Regions from separate parts of the Pan troglodytes genome. Here regions 2 and 3 are each linked to region 1. A link is a contact called in public Hi-C data. All regions are on one chromosome and are shown on one strand. The core of a region is the stretch at or near the end of the contact, and the rest is flanking DNA. Distances in the headings are between cores, read along the strand shown.

What was found. Hi-C and Micro-C count contacts between places; a contact is called where the count stands out from the background.
Region 2: a Hi-C map of induced pluripotent stem cells shows a contact between it and region 1, with 2.4 times the contacts expected there. The contact joins the promoter of H4C12 here to the promoter of H2AC6 in region 1. A contact is called at or near these places in 1 of 7 Hi-C or Micro-C datasets (induced pluripotent stem cells) and 1 of 1 datasets of contacts at active chromatin or transcription factors (stem cell-derived excitatory neurons).
Region 3: a Hi-C map of stem cell-derived neural progenitor cells shows a contact between it and region 1, with 3 times the contacts expected there. The contact joins the promoter of LOC115945179 here to the promoter of H2AC6 in region 1. A contact is called at or near these places in 2 of 7 Hi-C or Micro-C datasets (induced pluripotent stem cells and stem cell-derived neural progenitor cells).

Annotation. Positions count from the first base shown.
Region 1 is chr5:32,091,189-32,094,303 of NHGRI_mPanTro3-v2.0_pri, reverse strand. H2AC6 (H2A clustered histone 6) reads right to left here and starts at 1,456. Exons shown (of 3, transcript XM_003311048.6): 1 at 880-1,456. The coding sequence starts at 1,396. The coding sequence ends at 1,004. H2BC4 (H2B clustered histone 4) reads left to right here and starts at 1,045. Exons shown (of 3, transcript XR_010157592.1): 1 at 1,045-2,113.
Region 2 is chr5:33,838,019-33,841,133 of NHGRI_mPanTro3-v2.0_pri, reverse strand. It overlaps H4C12 (H4 clustered histone 12), which reads left to right and starts at 1,566. Exons shown (of 1, transcript NM_001374553.1): 1 at 1,566-2,051. The coding sequence starts at 1,607. The coding sequence ends at 2,017.
Region 3 is chr5:33,796,482-33,799,596 of NHGRI_mPanTro3-v2.0_pri, reverse strand. It overlaps LOC115945179 (histone H4), which reads left to right and starts at 1,419. Exons shown (of 1, transcript NM_001374554.1): 1 at 1,419-1,787. The coding sequence starts at 1,435. The coding sequence ends at 1,746.

The DNA.
Region 1 (3,115 bases), core at 207-2,706:
CAGATCCCTAGAAGCAAAGGTTTTTTTGGGGGACCGTGTCTCACTGTTGCCCAGGCTGGAGGGCAGTGGCACGATCTCGGCTTACTACAACCTCCGCCTCCCAGGCTCAAGCGACTCTCCTGCGTCAGCTTCAAGAGTAGCTGGGATTACAAGGTATGTGCCACCACGCCCGACTTATTTTATTTATTATTTTTATTTAGTAGAGAGGTGTTTCACCATGTTGGCCAGGTTAGTGTCGAAGTCGTGACCTCAGGTGATCAGCCCCCTCGGCCTCCCAAAGTGGTACGATTAGAGGGGTGAGCAGAAAGCAAAGGTTTTTGAGTGGCCACAGGCCCCACTCTATTTCCTTTTCTGCCTGTAATGGCAACCTAGACGCTTGAGCTTCTTAAAATACAAGAGTAAGTTGCATGTCAGGCACCGTTCTACATTAGGGACATTAGTCTGTTTTTTACAGACACCTTTCAACTCCTTGGTTAACTTTTAGGTAATATACTCTGCACTTTAGCAGGAATGGAACCTGTAACTCTCACAGAATTAGGAAAGTGAGGCTGCCTACAGCCTAAATTGAGAAAAAAATAGACGGGGGACTAGTCGGAGGACCAAACAAGGTTACCAACACGTTAGAGTTTTGCCTTCAATTTACATTTTTAAAGTAATCACAAGGAAGTTTTTAGATCACGAGGCATCCCTGCATGTAAACTGTTAGGCACTAACTATGGTCGATCTTACAAAGCATTAACTAGAATATTTCCTTAGAGTATGATAGTACGTAACTGACCTACTATTACATACAAACAGACCAACCTTTAGTAACAGAGCTCCCCAAAAACCGAAAAGCAGTAATACGCTTTGCTCAAGGTTGGCATAAAATTAACTTACCTTAGTACCTTTTTTCCTTCTACCTACAAGCAGTGAGGTTAGCTCTTCCTTTGAAACGGTAGGGGGGCTCTGAAAAGAGCCTTTGGGTTTGATAGCGTTTCCGGGAGCTCAGATGCCTGTCAAATCACTTGCCCTTGGCCTTGTGGTGACTCTCGGTCTTCTTAGGCAGAAGCACGGCCTGGATGTTAGGAAGGACGCCGCCCTGAGCAATGGTCACCCGGCCTAGCAGTTTGTTGAGCTCCTCGTCGTTGCGGATGGCCAGCTGCAAGTGGCGCGGGATGATGCGAGTCTTCTTGTTGTCGCGAGCCGCGTTGCCGGCCAGCTCCAGGATCTCGGCGGTCAGGTACTCTAACACCGCCGCCAGGTACACCGGCGCGCCTGCCCCAACCCGCTCTGCGTAGTTGCCTTTGCGGAGCAGGCGGTGCACTCGGCCCACCGGGAACTGGAGACCAGCGCGAGAAGAGCGGGATTTCGCTTTGGCGCGAGCTTTGCCTCCCTGCTTACCACGTCCAGACATTGCAATCAGACAAAATTACCAAAACCAGCGGCCTAAGCTCACGAGAAAACAAACAAAATCAAGAAATATGTAAAACATGGCTGCTTTTATAGGTAGTTCCTGGGGAGTAAATCCGACTTTTTGATTGGTCGGTAGCAAATGCTAGTCAGATAGCCAATAGAAAAGCTGTACTTTCATACCTCATTTGCATAGCTCTGCCCACGGATGACAACTCTGCAGTTTGTCTTCCAATTAACTAAGAGGTACTCTCCATCCCTCATTAGCATAAAAGCCCTATAAGTAGCAGAAATCTGCTCTTTACTTTCGACACATTTCTGGTGTTTTAAGATGCCTGAGCCAGCCAAGTCTGCTCCCGCCCCGAAGAAGGGCTCCAAGAAGGCGGTGACCAAAGCGCAGAAGAAAGATGGCAAGAAGCGCAAGCGCAGCCGCAAGGAGAGTTACTCTGTGTACGTGTACAAGGTGCTGAAGCAGGTCCATCCCGACACTGGCATCTCTTCTAAGGCCATGGGCATCATGAATTCTTTCGTTAACGACATATTTGAGCGCATCGCGGGCGAGGCTTCCCGCCTGGCGCATTACAACAAGCGCTCGACCATCACCTCCAGGGAGATCCAGACGGCCGTGCGCCTGCTGCTTCCCGGAGAGCTGGCCAAGCACGCTGTGTCGGAGGGCACCAAGGCGGTCACCAAGTACACCAGCTCCAAGTAAACATTCCAAGTAAGCGTCTTAACACCTAACCCCAAAGGCTCTTTTAAGAGCCACCCACATACCCACTAAACGAGCTGTGGCCAGACGCCAAATTTTATTTGGCGGCGGAGGGGTATTAGAATGTAGGGACTGGAGAGGGGTGGGGACAAATGTTGCAGCTTAGAGAGGGACAAAGGGTCCTGAACCCGAAAGAAGCCAGCCATTAAAAATGGGTTTGGGGTCAATTCGTTGTGCTTAAATTTAAAATGGAGACAAGCGGCCATTTTGCTAACTCGGCGTTCCCGGAAATAACCTCAAGCTCGCTTAGGTTTCAGACCCAGCTGTCTGTCCCTGTCTACGTCGCCAGGATCAACGGTTGCCGTAATGTCATAATTTCGCCACCAGCTTCTAGCCAATAGGCTGTCCTGTCATTTTAAATATTAACCAATCGTGGGAAAGCTGTTTTGAGACTCTGATTTACATAGCGGACCGGAGTGGGAACCTGGGCAGTAACTGCCTAAGGAAGGACACCCCCTCTGTTTTAGTGGCGCACACCTTCGTAGTATACTGAAGGGTGTGTCTCCTGGGTTTCCAACTGCCCCGGTAATAGTCTTTTAACCTAATATGCGTCAGTTTTGATAACAACACTAAGGCAGTACAGAACTAAAGATGTAAGCACTGCGCCAGATGTTGCTTCATACATCTTATTCTATTCAACTGGTTTATTCAAGATTCAAATCAAATCAAATTTTGCTTGAATCCCAGTGCTCAGTCAGCCATAAATGGTGTGTTGCCTGATTGAAACTTAAAATCTCCGTAGGGGGCTTGTAACATGCAGAAAAGTTTGAAAGTTGCTTTAGGAGAAGCCAACTCTTAACTGCTGGGTAAATTGACAAGCCTTCGAACACTGAACTGAAGGCCAGTAAGGACTAGGCGCTGGGTGGGAGAATGAAGAGGAGACGCCATTAAACTTAGCACATACACTGTGTCTCCTAGAGGACCCTCCCTTCCTAGACAACTGCAGGCCGCTTT
Region 2 (3,115 bases), core at 317-2,816, 1.7 Mb before region 1:
CCTTGGAGCTATCATCAGGCGTCGTCTTTTGCAGTCAGCCACTCCATAGGCTGATCACTTCGAGTTTGTACGGAAGCAGTTTCTACACGCTATTTCACAAATGCCCGAAACGACTGTGATTACCCCTCTAGAGATGGCGCCATTTGATTCCAGCAGCCACAAAGCACTAGAACAATCGGTGCTAAGAGGTGACAGGAAAAACAGGCTGCAAAGACCCAGACAATGGAATGCAGCGGTGGTCAGCCTAAAACACTGTAGAAGGGCAAGATGAGCTGAGTAATTTTTAACTGGGCATCATTTTTAGAAACTGGAGTTTAACTACCCCCCTTTCCATTTTTTCCTGAAGTCGTGGGCAGGGCGCAAGGTCTGTGAATCGGCCGACCGGATGCAGCTGGTGTGGAGAGTTCCCAATCAGGTCCGATTTATTACTATATAAACTACTGCTGCGAGGCTTGCAGTGTTGCATTTTGTTTAGTACAAGACATGTCTGGGCGCGGCAAAGGCGGGAAGGGTCTGGGCAAAGGAGGCGCTAAGCGCCACCGCAAAGTTTTGCGCGACAACATTCAGGGCATCACCAAGCCCGCCATCCGACGCCTGGCACGGCGTGGAGGCGTTAAGCGCATCTCAGGCCTTATATACGAGGAGACACGCGGAGTTCTTAAAGTGTTTTTGGAGAATGTAATCCGCGATGCAGTTACCTACACGGAGCACGCCAAACGCAAGACAGTCACAGCCATGGACGTGGTTTACGCGCTCAAGCGCCAGGGCCGCACCCTCTATGGCTGTGAAAGAGCTGTAGACTAAAGACAGTTAATTTCTTAAGAACACTTAAACGTATGGCAGTTTTGGCAAATCAGCGATTCCACATAAGCAGTCGCTGAAGTTTGAGGTTCGGTGCCCCTTTCAGCATTACTTAGTGGTTAAAAGTGACGGCTTCTCTGATACACGGCCAAATCTATAACGCCTCTCTGGCTTTTGCAAAAGTCATAGTGAAACAGCCGGTCTCATTTATCTTGTATCGATTACTTTACCGCTACAAATGCGAGGGCTGTGTAACTGACACTGTGGTCCGCAACGCCCAAAATGCTTTAATATCGCCCTTTACAGAAAAAGTCGGCCAACTTCTAAAACATTAAGTACGTTTAAATTTGAGAAATACTGGCATACCACAACGCTCGAATTTCATGTCCCCTTCAATGCCTCCATTTACAAATTTACTCTAGTTTCACTTTTCCTTTACGTTCTTTAACTTTTTGTCAAATCAGTAATGACACCTCGTAATTAAAATAATGCAAGGCAAGTTTAGATTTATCAAGCTTATATTTAAACAGGATTTTGATGCATGAAAAATCCTAGACTTTTGGGGGATTTTTTTTTGTTTCCGTTTTTGTTTTTCTTTAGCTAGCAAAACCATTTTACGTTTCTTGACCCAAAACAGAGGCGGAATGTCTCCCTTTCACTAGCAGATTAAACTGGGAGCCAATTCCGTGTGTGAGACGTGGCATGGCACAGTCTACTGTCCAATCAGAACGCGAGGGCAGCTATAAATAACGGGATGATCAGTTTTTTTCTCTCGTTTGTGTTGAGTAGGTAGGTCTACTTAGCCATGGCACGAACAAAGCAAACTGCTCGCAAGTCCACCGGCGGCAAAGCGCCGCGCAAGCAGCTGGCCACCAAGGCGGCTCGCAAGAGCGCTCCGGCCACCGGTGGCGTCAAGAAGCCCCACCGCTACCGCCCCGGCACCGTGGCCCTGCGCGAGATCCGCCGCTACCAGAAGTCGACCGAGCTGCTAATCCGGAAGCTACCTTTTCAGCGCTTGGTACGGGAGATCGCACAGGACTTTAAGACCGATCTGCGCTTCCAGAGCTCGGCGGTGATGGCGCTGCAGGAGGCTTGCGAGGCCTACCTGGTGGGGCTATTTGAGGATACCAACCTGTGCGCCATTCACGCCAAGCGCGTCACTATTATGCCTAAAGACATCCAGCTTGCGCGCCGCATCCGAGGGGAGAGGGCATAAATATTTTCCTATCAGCCCAAGAAGTCTGTCCAACCCCAAAAGGCTCTTTTCAGAGCCCCTCAATTGTCACCAAAAGGAAGCTGTAGCTTTTGAGACGTGTCTTAGCTCCATGTTAAATACAAGCTGTGGACAAAACGTGGTAGTGGCTCAACACACTATAATGCAGGAGTCAGGTCACAGGCTGTTGGTATGCTAAATCAATTTCACATACAGAACCTGCTCCTACTGATAAGGATTATCACTCAAAAAAGACATGTCATAGGGTCAATTTTACAGATGAAGTTTAGTTTTGAAAAGTATTCCTGTTTTTATCCTTGAGGAATGTATCTCCTGCGTATCTACCTGCCCCTACTGAAGGGAACAAGTAGCACAATGAGTGTCCACAGGCTCTTGTGAGGCCGAGGCAGGCGGATCACAAGGTCAGGAGATCAAGACCATCCTGGCTAACACGGTGAAACCCCCGTGTCCACTAAAAAAAAGACTGCCGGCCGTGGTGGCACGCGCCTGTAGTCCCAGCTACTCGGGAGGCTGAGGCAGGAGGATCGCTTGAACCTGGCAGGCAGAGGTTGCAGTGAGCCGAGATCGCGCCACTGCCCTCCAGCCTGGGCTACAGAGCGAGACTCCGCCTCAAAAATACAAAAAACAAAAAACAGGCTCTGAAAACTGCACACATGAGAGTGGAACAATAGACAATAAGGACTCAGAAGGGAGGAAAGAATGAATGATAAGTTACTTAGTTGGTACAATGTAAGCTATTTAGCTCTTGTATAGCCCATGTAACTTGACCACCTTGGAGCATATGCACGTAACAAAGTTGCCATTGTACCCCATGCAAGTAACAGTTTTGACAAAAAGCTCGACACTTTTGTTCTGTTTCAATGTAATGTTTAGCAAGCCATGTGTTAGGTAGTGGGCCTCTGAGGAGGGATACTTTAACCTACTGCATGCTGTCATCTATGAAATGAACTTCTAGCTCTAAGTGGACCTTAAAAAATATTTTCCTGTCATTTCACCATATGCTTGTCATAGACTGTGGAGTTGGATTTTCATGAGATTTTTTCTTTCTTTTTTTTTTTCAGAGAGAATCAGTCTGGGTAT
Region 3 (3,115 bases), core at 170-2,669, 1.7 Mb before region 1:
GGGCCATTGCACTCCAGCCTGAGCGAAAGGGCGAGACTCCGTCTCCACAAAAAAAAAAAAAAAAAAAAAAAAAAAAAAAAAAAAAAAAAAAAAATTCAGAGTATAACCCTGTATTTATTAATAAGAAAGAAAATCTAATATACGGAATCAAAGTTGCTCCATAATGGTTGATAACAAATCTTTAGTTGGGTCATATACAGTGTCTTTTTAAAAACCTACAAGCGTCCAAGCGAAGCGGCTCACGCCTGTAATCCCAGCACTTTGGGAGGCTGAGGCGGGCGGATCACGATGTCAAGAGATCAAGAGCATCCTGTCCAACATGGTGAAACCTGGTCTTCACTAAAAATACAAAAAATTAGCTGGGCGTGGTGGCGCATGCCTGTAGTCCGCGCTAATCCGGAGGTTGAGGCATGAGAATCACTTGAACCCGGGAGGTGGAGGTTGCAGTGAGCCGAGATTGCACCACTGCCCTCCGGCCTGACGACAGAGCGAGACTCCATCCAAAAAAAAAAAAAATCCCCACACACAAAACCTACAAACACCAATTTTCTAGTTATAAGAACTTGTTTTAAGGATTTTAATTCTATTCCAATTAAGTCCTAAAGCTAACGCAATTATCAAAATTTCGAAGAGATTTTATTCAGACTTCACAAAAGGTCTCTAAAGTTGTCCAGAAACCTTGGTGAAACAGATTAGGAAATTTGGAAAGGAAATAATGCGGAGACCCGTAGTACCAAATCATGAGACCTCTAATACAATTTTAAATAATGTAATAAAAATTTAAATTTTGGTGTAATAAAATCATAAATTTCAATATTGGTCCCAAGTATAGAGAAAAAGTAAATTTATGTTGAATGTGGAAAACATTATTTTTAAAATACAGCCGATTAAAAAATTGCTGGGGAACTGATTAAAACTATTGATAATTCCTAAGAAACATAGACACCAAAACATCACTTTTATCTCTTTAATAGAAATTGGTTAAATTATAATCAATATAAGGAGGTTACAAAACTCCATATACAACACCGTATACATTTTCTTGGAAAAATATGTGCAACTGCTCTGCAAAATACATTATTAACTAGCCTGTGTGATGGGATAACAGATTGTAGTTTCTTAATTTCTTGTCCTTTCTTGTATTTCCCACAGTATTGATGTATATCTTCTGCGTTCAAAAGCAATTTTTTAAAGCCTCATAACGTGGTAACAAAATACTTTGCACATTACAAAATTCAGAACACGGAAACAAGAAGCTAGCTTTTTTTCCCCCCCTATTTCGGTTTGGCCCTTTAGATTTCCCCTCCCCCACCGGGGCGGGACTTCCCGCCGACTTCTTTCAGGTTCTCAGTTCGGTCCGCCAACTGTCGTATAAAGGCGCTGCCTCAGGCCAGAGTCCTCACAAAGCGTTGGGTGAGACTCCTCTTGCTCATCATGTCTGGCCGCGGCAAAGGCGGGAAGGGTCTTGGCAAAGGCGGCGCTAAGCGCCATCGTAAAGTATTGCGCGACAATATCCAGGGCATCACCAAGCCGGCTATCCGGCGCCTTGCTCGCCGCGGCGGCGTGAAGCGCATCTCCGGCCTCATCTACGAGGAGACTCGCGGGGTGCTGAAGGTGTTCCTGGAGAACGTGATCCGGGACGCCGTGACCTATACAGAGCACGCCAAGCGCAAGACGGTCACCGCCATGGATGTGGTCTACGCGCTCAAGCGCCAGGGCCGCACCCTCTACGGTTTCGGTGGTTGAGCGTCCTTTTCTATCAACAAAAGGCCCTTTTCAGGGCCCCCACTTTCTCAGCTGAGGAGCCGTGATGCTTGTTTGCCCGGTTTCTCTTTACCATTTGTTAGCGCCTGCTGAGTTTGTGCTGCTATCGGAGCATGCGTCTCTAGTCGCTGTAAGTAGGCATCAGTCACTAATCGCTCTCCAGTAAATAAAATACCCAACACAACTTGTTTCAGGTGCTCCAGGGCTTACTGACATGGGCCGTCGCGCAGACTGTAGTGCAGTGTCATCATGGCTCACTGTAGCCTCCCGATTAGCCGGAACCTCGCGCCCACCACCACGCAAGGCTAATTATTTTTCCAAAGACCGGGTCTCCATGTGTTTCCCAGGTTAGTTTCGATATCCTGGCCTCAATCCCCTCGCCTATGCCTAATGTTGGTATTACAGTAGAGAGCCACCACGCCTGGCCACGATACTGTTCTTGAGGTTTTAGCGTTAGTTACATTTAAGGGGCAATTTTCGCAGTGTAGTTGGGGAGGAAAGTCAAGCAGTTATAGGTTTCTGGCGCTGTGAATCCAACTGCTGAACATAGCAAGAACTTATGCAACAACCTTTAATCAGTGGACCGTAAGTAAGTTTAGTTTATCGGTTTTGGCCCAATTCTTGAGAAAGGTGAGAATTTGAATCCTTGAGTAGAAATACGTAGCTTATCAGTACAACAAAGTGATCACAACAAAGACTAACTTATCCTTTGTTACTTAACGTGGGCAGAGCTAAAGCTGAGAATTCCTCAGCCTTTGAGTGTTCTCTTATTTACAACTGAAGTTGATAAGATGGTATTAAAAGTGAGATTCCTAGTAAGTAAACTTAAAGGCCTGAAGGACCAGTGATTAATGGGAAGTGCTAATAAGTCATATTTGAGGTTATCCAACCCGAGATTCTGATTTAATTGGTTTAAGGATACTATCACCTTGTGGGTTAGATTTGAAAAATAATTGCTTTAAGAAAAGAACCTGTTGGTATTTAAACAAAAAACCTTCCTTCCTGATTCTTACATGCTGTCACTTAGACAAATCTCTGGTCTACATGGCTGGATCTCTTTCTGCTAGTTAAATTCTGTGCTACCCTGTGAAAAAGAACTGAGATTAATAAAACGGTAGTGAGAACACAGGGAAAGATAAAAATCATAGCAAGCCCATCCAGTCATGCTGTAGTCATCCTCACAAGGATAGGGAAGGATCTTGTCCTTCATTTACCAAAGTGTGAGTACAAACTTTAAAAACATATGATACTATAAGAATAATGAAGATGTCTCCATTTGCAAAAATTGTGTGAAAAAATGCACTTGACACAGGTATTTCCTATGATTCCATAATAGACAAAGGTTTAATTA